4 separate regions of the Mus musculus genome follow, and all the other regions are linked to region 1. Evidence: chromatin contacts called from public HiChIP or PLAC-seq data. All regions are on one chromosome and are shown on one strand. The core of a region is the stretch at or near the end of the contact, and the rest is flanking DNA. Distances in the headings are between cores, read along the strand shown.

Region 1 (2,700 bases), core at 29-2,528:
GAAGTGGTTCCTGAAGAGTTTCTAGGTCGCTCTGTCTAATCCCATTTTCTCGTCTAAAGCTTGGGTAGGCGGCAGGGACTGAGGATGAACTTTGAAATCTTTAATATTTTTAAAATTAATGAACAATATCGCTATAATCGTCATTTTTAGAGTACTAAAGCCTTTAACCATTTGTAAACACGTTACATTCGTCTAAATCTTACAACCCCTTAGGGTGGTGTCTTTCTGACTTCGCGGGGAACAGAGTGGATGAATGCAGAACTTTTTGTTTTGTTTTTCACTTTTTCGGATAGCATCTTAAAGTTTAGTTGAGGCTGTTCTGGAACTCATTAGGTAGCTCAAGGAGTCTCAAACTTGTAGTGATCCGATCCCCTGGCCTCAGCTTCTGGAGTACCAAGTATCACACGAGGATAATTTTTAGGTTTTTGAGACTGTCTCTTCTGTGGCTTAGAAGGGTCTACAGTTTGCAGTGTAACGTAAGCTGGGCTGCCTTTTTTTTTTTTTTTTTTTTTTTTTTTTTAACCTTGACTATTGAGATTACAGGCATGAACCATCACCACTAGCCGAGTGAGATACTTAAAAACTTTAAAATTACTATTTTGCGATTGCTTGTGGGTCGGTGAGGAGGTCAGAATACAACTTCTGGGAGTAAAGTTTCTTTTTCTGCCTTATGAGTTCTAGGCAAGTGAGGTCCCTGAGCCAAGCCTTCTCATTGGCTCTTGACAACACACAGACGAAAACCCAAAATTAGAGGAGAATCCGAGCATCTATTTTCTAGCGAATACTTCAAATAATTGTTAACTCGTGCTTCGTTCTTTCTCCTCTTTGGACACGGATACAATGTCAGGAAAAAAACTTGCAAGAGCCTTTTCTATATACTAGAAAACAAAAACAATCGTTCAAGCAAACAGTAGACGTGAAAGCTACATCTGGTGGTTAACATTTTTTTTCTTTTTTTCTGGGGCTAGCAATGCCCTAGTCAGGTATTTTAACCTTAATCCTACACACGGCCTCGAGCGGCCACATCCCACCCTTTATTACTCCGGTTACCTCCCTTCCTCCACCGCCCTGGCTATCGCATCGCTTCCTGCTAGCCCCGCCCCTTCCTGAATTGTCCCCGCCCTCCGCTTTGCTTGGCCGTCTTTCACGCTCGCCCCACCCTCTTTATTACTCCCGGTTCATCTTTTCCGCCACTCAACGCGCCCATTACCTCCTGCGCGCCCCGCCTCTTCCGGGACTGTTCCCGCCCCTTCGCTGGTCGCCCCTCCCCGCCTCCTCCCCTTTGACGTGGCAGAGGCGGCACCAGCCATGTTGTCCTGGCCCAGGCCCTCCAAGAGGCCGGGGGCGGGGCGGGGCCGCCCCTGATTGCGGTGCCACGGCTGCTACAGGGCTTTGGAGCGGACTGACGACTGTGCAAGGCGGAGGCTGTGGCCGTCACGGAGCTTCTAGGTAGGTACTGTGGTAAGGACTAGCGTGGCAGCCACCTCTGCTCCACCGGGGTCTTAGTCGGAGCTGGGAGGCGGGCGGCGGGCCGGAGTGTCAGGATTGTTGGCTCTGTCCCGGCTGTGCTCTCGCATAAGCAGCGGGGCGTGCCGGAGGCTGTGGCCCAGCGCCGAACCGAGATCGCTGAACCCTGTGCTTGTCATGGCGACGGAGCGCCCTCGTCTTTAGTCCTCTTAGTTTAGGTGGAAGGACCGTAGCAGGATGGAGACCGAGGGTCTGAGCATCTGGCTCTGCACCCACCCCCACCTCCTGGGTGACACGCTTTGCCAACCCTGCCCAAGGCTCCTGTGCCCTGGGGCCTCTAGGTTCGTTTCTTGACTGCCCAGGAGTGCCCTAGACTTTGAACCCAGGTGACTACATCACCTGTAATTCGGCCTTGGGCCTTATAAAGGTTAAAGAAAAAACCACCAGGTATAGCTAGTGCCTGGGGCCTTGATTATTAATGATCAGGTTTCAGAACTGAGCAATACCATGCACTGGGGCATTTATTCTGTCTGTAGAGCTTTACTGTTTGTGGGAGAGGAACAGGAAGAGGTAAATAAATCCATAGGTAGAGTAGAGTTGGAGATGTCTAATTCATCTCGTCAGCTAAACTTCTGTCCTGTCTTAACACAACCCCACCCTAAACCACGGATAGCTAGGCACATTTACTGAAAGAAATTTAAATTTAAATGTATACTAACATCTTCCTTCTTTCCAGCATCATCAGAGGGCCTTTGTTTTTTAATTGTTTCAATGACCAATTTTATTATTGCCCCCAAAATTCTCACATAACTGATGTGAAATTTGAAGGCCAGAGAAGTTTATTGCCCAAGAGCAAAAATTTGTTACTCAGTCTATTTCATTGGAAATTTTACAACTGGGCCTGGGAAGATGGCTCAGAAGTTAAGAGCACTGGTTGCTCATCCACATGAATACACACACATACACGGGCACAGAAACACACACTCACACAGAGAACTCACTACTGGCTTACAACCTCTTGTAATACACTTACACACACAGTGCCTCATTACCTATTTACAACGATTTGTAACACACCCACATACCTTTCATCTCAACCCCCAGCTCACTAGTGGTTAACAAGCAACTCCATTGGTAGAGGATCCACCACCCACTTCTGGCTTCCACAGGTACTGCACACACATAGTATACAGGCAGATACAGGCAAAACACCAATAGACAAAAATGAAATAA
Region 2 (2,700 bases), core at 171-2,670, 160 kb before region 1:
AAAATTAGCTACTGGTAATTTTTATTAAGAGCACTGGGCTTTTCAAGGAGTTGACAACACTAAATATCTGTCCTGAGATCTACTGAAAAGGGGAGGTACCAATCATTTTCATTATTGTTAGCAAAACAAAACCCAGAAACTTAAGATTTAATGAAATAGTTTCAAATAGAAAGCTGGCTACAAATTACAAAGTACTGTTAACTGAAAATGTTAACTTACACTAATGTACACTATATATGCTATATATATATATATTAAAGATATATAATATGTATTTCAAACAAGGGGTTTAAAAAAAAAAGACTACCTCTGCCAAATGCTGTGTTTGGAACATCAAGTGCATAAGGATCTTTTTCTAAAAGTTCAAATTTAAACTCTGTTTCAGTTAATCTGCAAATAAAGAACAAACATCTCTAGTTACTCATCCAAAAGAAACACATTTTAACCAAAGGCCTCTTCCAAACCAGCTGCTCTCACAAACTCAACATCTGCAGAGAGAGAGGGCCTCACGTGCTCTGCCCAGATGCCTGCCACAACCGCACACTGACTTGGGGTGACTGGCTTCTTGTCGGAGCACTGACCTTTGGAACTATTGGCTCTTTAAAATTAGACTGGTAGCGATAGCTCAAAGAGTCTACATTCTAAAGTAGGAGAACCATTCAAGATGAACCAATGCAAATATATCATTTTATAACAAAGGAAACTGAGGCGGGGAGTTTAACTGACCCATTGTAAATGAAAAGGCCACACTGCAGCACAGAACCCCGCCCCTGAGTTACCTATACTGCCCTTGGGAAATTGGAAATCCCATTAAGTGACTCTACTACTTTATTTCTAAACTTTGTATCTTTAAATGTCATATTTTTAAACAAATGTTATTAGTACCTGAACCTTACACCTAGAATAATACAACTGTCTGACTTTAATTTCTGAGTTACAAGCCAGCAGGTGCTAGTTTTTACTGATGCTGTAAGTACAGTTGGCAGGCCAGCCCAACACTCACTGCTGCCAGCCTGAGAAGAGCATTTACCTGTCCCTTTTATTCTTTCTTTCACTGTTCCTTCTGTACAACATTGACTCCCAACAACAGCAACCCGCGGGCTGAGACAATAAGCACTTTATCCTCCCACAGTGAAGAACAAGAAGTTCTAAGCTTCACTGTGCGGGAGAGACACACCCTCTCTTTCACACACTCTCTTTTCTGTCCACTCATACTGGTTTAATTTTTTTTATCAGATATTTCCTTTACTTACATTTTAAACATTATCTCCTTTCTCGGTCGCTCCCACCTCCAAAAACCTCTTATTCCATCCCCTCCTCCCCCTGCTTCTGTGAGGGTGCTCCCCCACCCACCCCTGCCTCCTTGCCCTGGCATTCCCCTATACTGGGGCATCAAGCCTTCACAGGACCAAGGGCCTCTCCTCCCGACAAGGCCCGCCTCTGCTACATGTGGGCTGGAGCCAGGGTTTCCTCCGTGTACTCTTTGGTTGGTGGTTTAGGCCCTGGGAGCTCTTTAATTTTTTTTTTTTTTCAAGACAGGGTTTCTCTGTGTAGCCCTGGCTGTCCTGGACCTCACTCTGTAGACCAGGCTGGCCTGGAACTCAGAAATCCGCCTGCCTCTGCCTCCCAAGTGCTGGGATTAAAGGCGTGCGCCACCACCGCCCAGCAATTTAAGTTACACTTTTTACAGTGTAACTTGTAAAAGCTTCTTTAAAGTGCCACTGTAGTAGCCTAAAAAAGCATTTCAAACAAACAAAAAATAAATAAAACTTTTCACCTAGTAAAACTAGATATTTCATAAGAGATTCTGTGGGAACTACAATTTTTTATTTATTTTTATATAAATATTATATAATGAAGAAACTATTTCTAGCTTTTAAAGTATTCCCACAAAGACACTTACTTTTGTCTGTTGTGGGCATTTTCTTTTCTTAAATCATTGAGATTTCTTTCAAGAGTCCGAGCTGCCAGCTTGAAGAAAAATAATACACTTGAAATTTTATCTAAATAAACTTAAATCTAAGAGCAACAGAAATATCAGCATGATAGCATATAATATCATAACTGGAAATAGATATGAATCTGTATCTATTAAACTCAATGTAAAACATTTTAAATTTGGGGAAATAATTCAATAGAGGAATGAGTTTCATGCCAGTCAAAAGCATGAATCTGGACTCTAACAGGTACTTGTTAATGAATATTGCTGTCTAGATAAAAATCAGGGCCTAGAATTATTTGATGATGTACATATCCAATCATAAGAAGCATGCTGGCAGACAAGCTTAGGAAAGTCAATGGAAACACATGGTCATTATGTCCATAATTCTGGGAAACTACAAACACTTTCACAGAATGTCAACAGCGGTCATGTTTCTAATAACTAAATACAATCAATGTGTACCGCACATCTATTAAGTACAGAACAATGTACAAATACTATGTGTGTGTGTATATGTACGTGTGTGTGTGTTTGAGTGTGTGTGTGTGTGTGTGTGTGTGTGTGTGTGTGTGTGTGTGTGGTGTGTGTGTGTGTGGTGTGTGTGTGTGTTTGTTTTTCTGTGTTGGTAGTCTATTTATTAACAAAGGCTAAATATATGGTGTTCTACATACTTTTCAACCATTCTATGGACTCTACAGTTTAGCCACAGAATATATACAATATTAAATGGATCAAATGCAAAAAGTGGCTTACCATGC
Region 3 (2,700 bases), core at 58-2,557, 140 kb before region 1:
CTCCTAGAACATGCATAGACACATCCTCTCCTTTTCTGCCATCCATCTATCTATCTTGATTTTAGACACACACACACACACACACACACACACACACACACAGAGTCAAAAACACTTATTCTTTGGAAATATGGAACTTGAGATTCTGGGATAACTTGACCAGATAGGAAAGTAGGAGTAACATACAGAAGATGTAAGAGCTGAGGCAGAAGCCGACTTGCTGAGCAGTGAGAGATACTGCTTCTCCTGACCTCACTGAGCTGCAGACTGCTAGAAAAAGCTAACTCCTCCCAAAGGGAAACTGATGCAGAATTACTTCTATGGAAACAATCTTCAGATACCAATAACTAGGGAGCATCAAAGAAGCACCTTAACCATATCACAATACAGAAAAAGAAACACCAGGGACACTCTCAAATCTCCCCATTGAATTCAGACTGCTTCATAATTAAATAAACAGCCATGAATATCTGAAAATAAAGTGAGCCTTTGAGGTAAAACAGAAAATAACGCACAAGAAACGAGGCAACATAAAGAACATCAATGTCCTCAACCACGAGACAGGAGAGAAGCAGAGATAAACTCAACACCTTGGATCCCAGTGCTTGGGGGCAGAGACAGGAGGATCTCTGTAAGGTCAGGTGTACGGATTGAGTTCCAGAGCAGCCAAGGCTACAAAGAGAGACCCTGGGGTGAGGGAGGGGCATTAAGTATTAAGTTTGTGAAGCAAAAAGAGCAGAAACAAAAAAGGCAAAGAAGCCCCCACAGAGTGGAAAGAGAAGACCACACAGCAAGGCCAAACTCTATGAAAAAGAAAAGGCAGCAAGAGGAGCGTCATCACGGTAGCAGCAATGTGAACGGCGGCCGGAGCTGGAGCAACTGTGCAGGTGGAGACCACGCGCTCTTCCCCAAGGGGTCCTGAGCTGTTCCCCACATCCACACCAGGCTGCTCACAACGGCTTAGAACTCTAACTCCAGAGGATCCAACACCCTCTCCTGGCCTCTGAGGACACCTTAACCATGACCACAAAGACACACACATACATGTAATTAAAATAATAATGAATTAAAAATGAAATCTTTTTTTAAAAGTGAAAGATAAGAATTTTCAGCTATAAACCTCTTCGAAATTACTTCCAAGTGCTTCTTTATCTGAAAGCTTAATCAAAACAACTACAAAAAAGCAAGTCTTTGATACAGGAAACAGAACATTTAAAACAAGAAAAAACAAGACTTCTTAGCAGCTGAGTGAAGTGAGCCTCAGAACAACAGAAGCCCAGTCGATCTACAGAACACCTCAACAGGCCAAGAGGATCTACGTTTCCAAGAAGCAGCCTCACGAAGACAATGAGGGGAAGAGAGATGGCTCAGGGTTTGAGAGTGACTATTGCTCTTGCCCAGGGCCAAAGCAGGGTTCCCCTCACATGTATCAGTTGGCTTGTAACTGCCTACAAATCAACTTCTGTGAGGGATCTGATGCCTCTGGTCTCCAAAGGCCCTGCACATGTACACATCTATCTACACTCAAGACATACACAGCAGCATAGAGAAGGAGAGAGACAGCAGCAGACATACACAGGAGCATAGAGAAGAAGAGAGACAGCAGCAGACATACACAGGAGCGTAGAGAAGAAGACAGACAGCAGCAAACATACACAGGAGCATAGAGAAGAAGACAGACAGCAGCAAACATACACAGGAGCATAGAGAAGAGAGACAGTAGCAGACATACACAGGAGCATACAGAAGGAGAGAGACAGCAGCAGACATACACAGGAGCATAGAGAAGGAGAGAAGACAGACAGCAGCAGACATACACAGGAGCATAGAGAAGGAGACAGACAGCAGCAGACATACACAGGAGCATAGAGAAGGAGACAGACAGCAGCAGACATACACAGGAGCATAGAGAAGGAGACAGACAGCAGCAGACATACACAGGAGCGTAGAGAAGAGGACAGACAGCAGCAGACATACACAGGAGCGTAGAGAAGAGGAAGAGACAACAGCAGACACAGTAGTACATGCCTATAAAGCCAGCAGTTAGGAGGCTGAATATCACACAGTGAGTTCTAGGCCACCCTAAACTACACTAGGAGACTGTCTCCAAAAAAAAAGGGGGACAAGTTTAAATGAACCAATTAGCCAAAGCAGTCAGCGTCATGACATTTCCACCTCTCAAAGACCATAGAGGAAAAAATTACAAATATGAATTACAGAAAACCAAGCAATTATTAACAATAGGAAAAATAAAACGTTGGTCAACACAGAATATATAATCAAGTCTCAGCAAGTGGCTCAGAGAGACTATTATTTAGAGAATCTTTTCACGCTACTACACTGGGGAGATGGGTAAAAGCACTTGCCATCAAGCATCGAGACCTGAGTTCAATTCCCCAGAACTCACATAAAGTCCAGAGGGATAGCTCAATACCTATAATCCTCGTGTTCCTACGGAGAGATGGAAGGCAGACAGGTGAATCCCTACAAGCTTGCAGACTAGCTACCAAGACATACACAAAAGAAAAAGGACAGAGACTCTGTCTCAAACAAGGCGAAGGCAAGGACCAACACCAAGGCATAACACAATCTCACAAAACACACACACATACACACCATATGCATATCAATAGAAAGGAAGGAAGGGAAAGAGTAAACAAGAGACAGAAAGGAAGGGAGGGGGCTGGGGGAGAGATGCTC
Region 4 (2,700 bases), core at 170-2,669, 190 kb before region 1:
TTGTTTTGTTTTGTTTTGTTTTGTTTTTTTCGAGACAGGGTTTCTCTGTATAGCCCTGGCTGTCCTGGAACTCACTCTGTAGACCAGGCTGGCCTCAAACTCAGAAATCCGCCTGCCTCCGCCTCCTAAGTTCTGGGATTAAAGGTGTGCGCCGCCACCACCACGCCCTGGTGAGTGTCTATGTTTAAATAAAAAACTTAGGCTGCATAGTTTAGAGATTTTTATTTTCTTTCCCTTTTAGAAAAGGCAAGCTTAAAAACAGATACTAAGCCAAGCACTATGACACACCCCTATAATCCCAGCTCTTGAAAAGTGAAGATAGGAAGATCAAAAGTCAAGCTCAATGTCTTAGTTACTTTTCAGTTGCCCTAACAAAACTCCATGATCAAGGCATTTTATTAAAGAAACTGTTTCATTGGTCTCACGGTTTCAGAGGGTTAACGTCCATGACAGTGGAAAAAGTATGGCAGCAGGGACACCTGAGAATTCACATCTTGAAGCACAAGTTCGAGACAGCAGCATAGGGCAGGCAGCCAGAGAGTGACTTGGCTTGGCATGAACTTCTGAACCTCAGAGCCAGCACCCAACCGCAAACCCCCTTCAACAAGGCTAAACTTACCAGTTTTTCCAAACAGTCTACACAGCTAAGTATTCAAGTATGGGAGCCATTCTCATTCAAACCACCACACCCACCCTCAGTGACAGGCCATACCTCCTAATCCTTCCCAAACAGTTCTGTCAACTGAAGACCAAGTGTTCAAACCTGAGCCTAGTGAGGCCATTCTTACTCAAACCACTACAGTCACCTGCTGTGGCATAGTGAGTTTGAAGACAGTGTGGACTCCATGCTACCTGAGACCCATCAAAAGAAAATGCAAAGATACTGAAAAAATCCCATCGTCCTTGTGCGTTTAGTACACCTTACTGATACTGCAAACTTAAAGGCACTTATTTTTAACGTTACTTTATTAAATGCAAAAATGATTGCCCCTTTTAAATACTTGTTAAGTCCCTATATTGCTGTCTTAATATTGCTATCTTAATACAATCTCCATTCTTGCTCCTTGAAATGAACAGCCTTCATTCAAGGAAAAAGAAGATGGCTTCTTTCTTTTTTCCATCCTTTATTGTTGTGGGCACTGATTCCTCTTGGAGTCATCTAGTGTCTTTTGCGTCTGCCTTTGAATGACTCAGCATGTTTGTGTAAATGGACCCACCCGTGTGCAAAGGGAAGGACTTAGTAACGTACGATGACCAGCTTCCTGGGAAAGAGGCAAAGGCTGAGTTCTGACTCAACCTGCTTCAACACAAGCTCCTTCTGTTTCCATATCTTATCTCATGTTAAGTAATATGTTAAGTAAATATCATATGTTAAGTAAGAATGGGACTTAGTGATATATGCCTTTAATCCTAGCAGGCAGATCTCTGAGCTCCAGGCCAGCTGGGTCTACAGAGCTCCCAGGACAGACAGTGCTACACAGAGAAATGCTGTTTCAATAAACCAAAAGAAAGTAACAAAAATAGAGTAGGACTTGGTTATCTCATACTGGTCTCCCCTTTTTGAAAATCTCAGCTGCTTTTAGCTTAACAGCTTCTAGACAAATAAGATCTTTAAAATATAAATATTGACTGTTTGCAACATGGTGATCTAAACTGCCTTTTTACTGATCCAAAAATAAACCTTAATGATAAAGTGTTTCCCTCTCATGTGCAGGCATCAGTCACTAGCAGTTGCTTTAGGAAAGTTCCAAACGGGTGGTTTAAATTATAACATTGTGGAGATTGAAGAAAAACAATTCTGGTTAAAGGATACAGATAGACTTAGGTTAGGCCATGTACCACAGACTGTAGTTTTATATTTTTATTTATATATACGGTAATGTATGCTTCAAATTTGCTAACATTATACCTCAAATCTTTTTGATGTACACACAAATTAACATTGTGATACATTAATTAAGCTGATTGGGCTGATCATCTCATCTGTTAAAGTATGTACAAACTTTTTGTTTTTTCCAAACAGGGTGTCTTCCTGACTATCCTGGAACTCACTGTGTAGAGCAGGCTGGTCTCAAACTCACAGAGATCTGCCTGCCTCTGCTTCCAAAGTACTGGGATTAAGGGTATGTGCCAACACTTCCTGGCATATACAAACTTCTGACAGTCATGCCTCATTAAAGTTTAAAAGGCCCCTGCAGTTGAGAGTGCAGTTTAGAGTGCTGCTGTCATCCACGTAAGGGATTTGGTGCAGTCTACAAAAGATGCAGAAGTAAACACAAGACAGTAGATAGAGATGGGTGAGATCCTCCTCAACGATGCCACCCTGAAGAGCCATCCATACTTCCCTTTAGCTCGTAATTCGGATAAGCCTGTTAATAGTTCCTCAGTCTGCAGTCGATGAGAGCAGACAGGAGAGACTGGCCTAGGGTCATGCACCTACAAGCAAGCACACAGAGCTTATCAGCATGCCTGCACCAAGGCTGAAATAATGTGATGGTTAAATCAGTATATAAATATTGCATTGTATTTGTCTGTTACCTCTCCACCCCTGTGACTTTTAATACCCAATAGAAACAATGTAAGGAAAAAGTCGGACCCACCAAAGTACCTAAAGTACATTGTTGACTGTGTGTGAAGCACTGCTTTAGATGCTCGAGTAAGTATTCGGTTACTCAATTCTCACAGCAGCCCTGGACTTGC

The links. HiChIP or PLAC-seq counts read pairs in DNA pulled down with a chosen protein or histone mark.
Region 2: a contact with region 1 is called in an H3K4me3 HiChIP or PLAC-seq map of embryonic stem cells, with 11 read pairs. The contact joins the enhancer-like site here to the promoter of Sec23a in region 1. A contact is called at or near these places in 9 of 39 promoter capture datasets (the C10 cell line, the HPC-7 cell line, hematopoietic stem and progenitor cells and 6 more), 2 of 484 Hi-C or Micro-C datasets (nephron progenitors and peritoneal macrophages), 10 of 115 datasets of contacts at active chromatin or transcription factors (the SCID.adh cell line, bone marrow-derived macrophages, double positive thymocytes and 4 more) and 3 of 9 other capture datasets (adipose tissue, liver and pancreatic islet).
Region 3: an H3K27ac HiChIP or PLAC-seq map of regulatory T cells shows a contact between it and region 1, with 8 times the contacts expected there. The contact joins the enhancer-like site here to the promoter of Sec23a in region 1. A contact is called at or near these places in 9 of 39 promoter capture datasets (the 3T3-L1 cell line, the C10 cell line, the HPC-7 cell line and 7 more), 7 of 484 Hi-C or Micro-C datasets (the C10 cell line, LSK cells, astrocytes and 4 more), 15 of 115 datasets of contacts at active chromatin or transcription factors (the 230-238 cell line, the SCID.adh cell line, bone marrow-derived macrophages and 10 more) and 4 of 9 other capture datasets (adipose tissue, embryonic stem cells, liver and 1 more).
Region 4: an H3K4me3 HiChIP or PLAC-seq map of bone marrow-derived macrophages shows a contact between it and region 1, with 2.4 times the contacts expected there. The contact joins the enhancer-like site here to the promoter of Sec23a in region 1. A contact is called at or near these places in 5 of 39 promoter capture datasets (the C10 cell line, the HPC-7 cell line, liver and 2 more), 3 of 484 Hi-C or Micro-C datasets (CD4 T cells and pre-B cells), 17 of 115 datasets of contacts at active chromatin or transcription factors (the 230-238 cell line, the SCID.adh cell line, bone marrow-derived macrophages and 11 more) and 4 of 9 other capture datasets (adipose tissue, liver, macrophages and 1 more).

What each region holds. Positions count from the first base shown.
Region 1 is chr12:59,010,595-59,013,294 of GRCm38.p6, reverse strand. Sec23a (SEC23 homolog A, COPII coat complex component) reads left to right here and starts at 1,278. Exons shown (of 20, transcript NM_009147.2): 1 at 1,278-1,449.
Region 2 is chr12:59,171,796-59,174,495 of GRCm38.p6, reverse strand. It overlaps Mia2 (MIA SH3 domain ER export factor 2), which reads right to left. Exons shown (of 30, transcript NM_001368839.1): 23 at 1,904-1,971; 24 at 308-390. Among named protein-coding and RNA genes, the nearest start is that of Gm24233, 39 kb to the right of the region's middle. Within about 2 kb of position 1,420, at least 5 of the 459 cell types and tissues checked have an H3K27ac peak or open chromatin away from gene starts, as enhancers often do. A contact at or near this core is called in embryonic stem cells, where this site is marked.
Region 3 is chr12:59,150,263-59,152,962 of GRCm38.p6, reverse strand. The region is part of intron 14 of Mia2 (MIA SH3 domain ER export factor 2); the gene reads right to left. Among named protein-coding and RNA genes, the nearest start is that of Gm24233, 18 kb to the right of the region's middle. Within about 2 kb of position 1,307, at least 13 of the 459 cell types and tissues checked have an H3K27ac peak or open chromatin away from gene starts, as enhancers often do. A contact at or near this core is called in regulatory T cells and regulatory T cell precursor, where this site is marked.
Region 4 is chr12:59,197,545-59,200,244 of GRCm38.p6, reverse strand. No RefSeq gene overlaps it. Among named protein-coding and RNA genes, the nearest start is that of Fbxo33, 21 kb to the left of the region's middle. Within about 2 kb of position 1,419, at least 33 of the 459 cell types and tissues checked have an H3K27ac peak or open chromatin away from gene starts, as enhancers often do. A contact at or near this core is called in bone marrow-derived macrophages, pancreatic cancer cells and trophoblast stem cells, where this site is marked.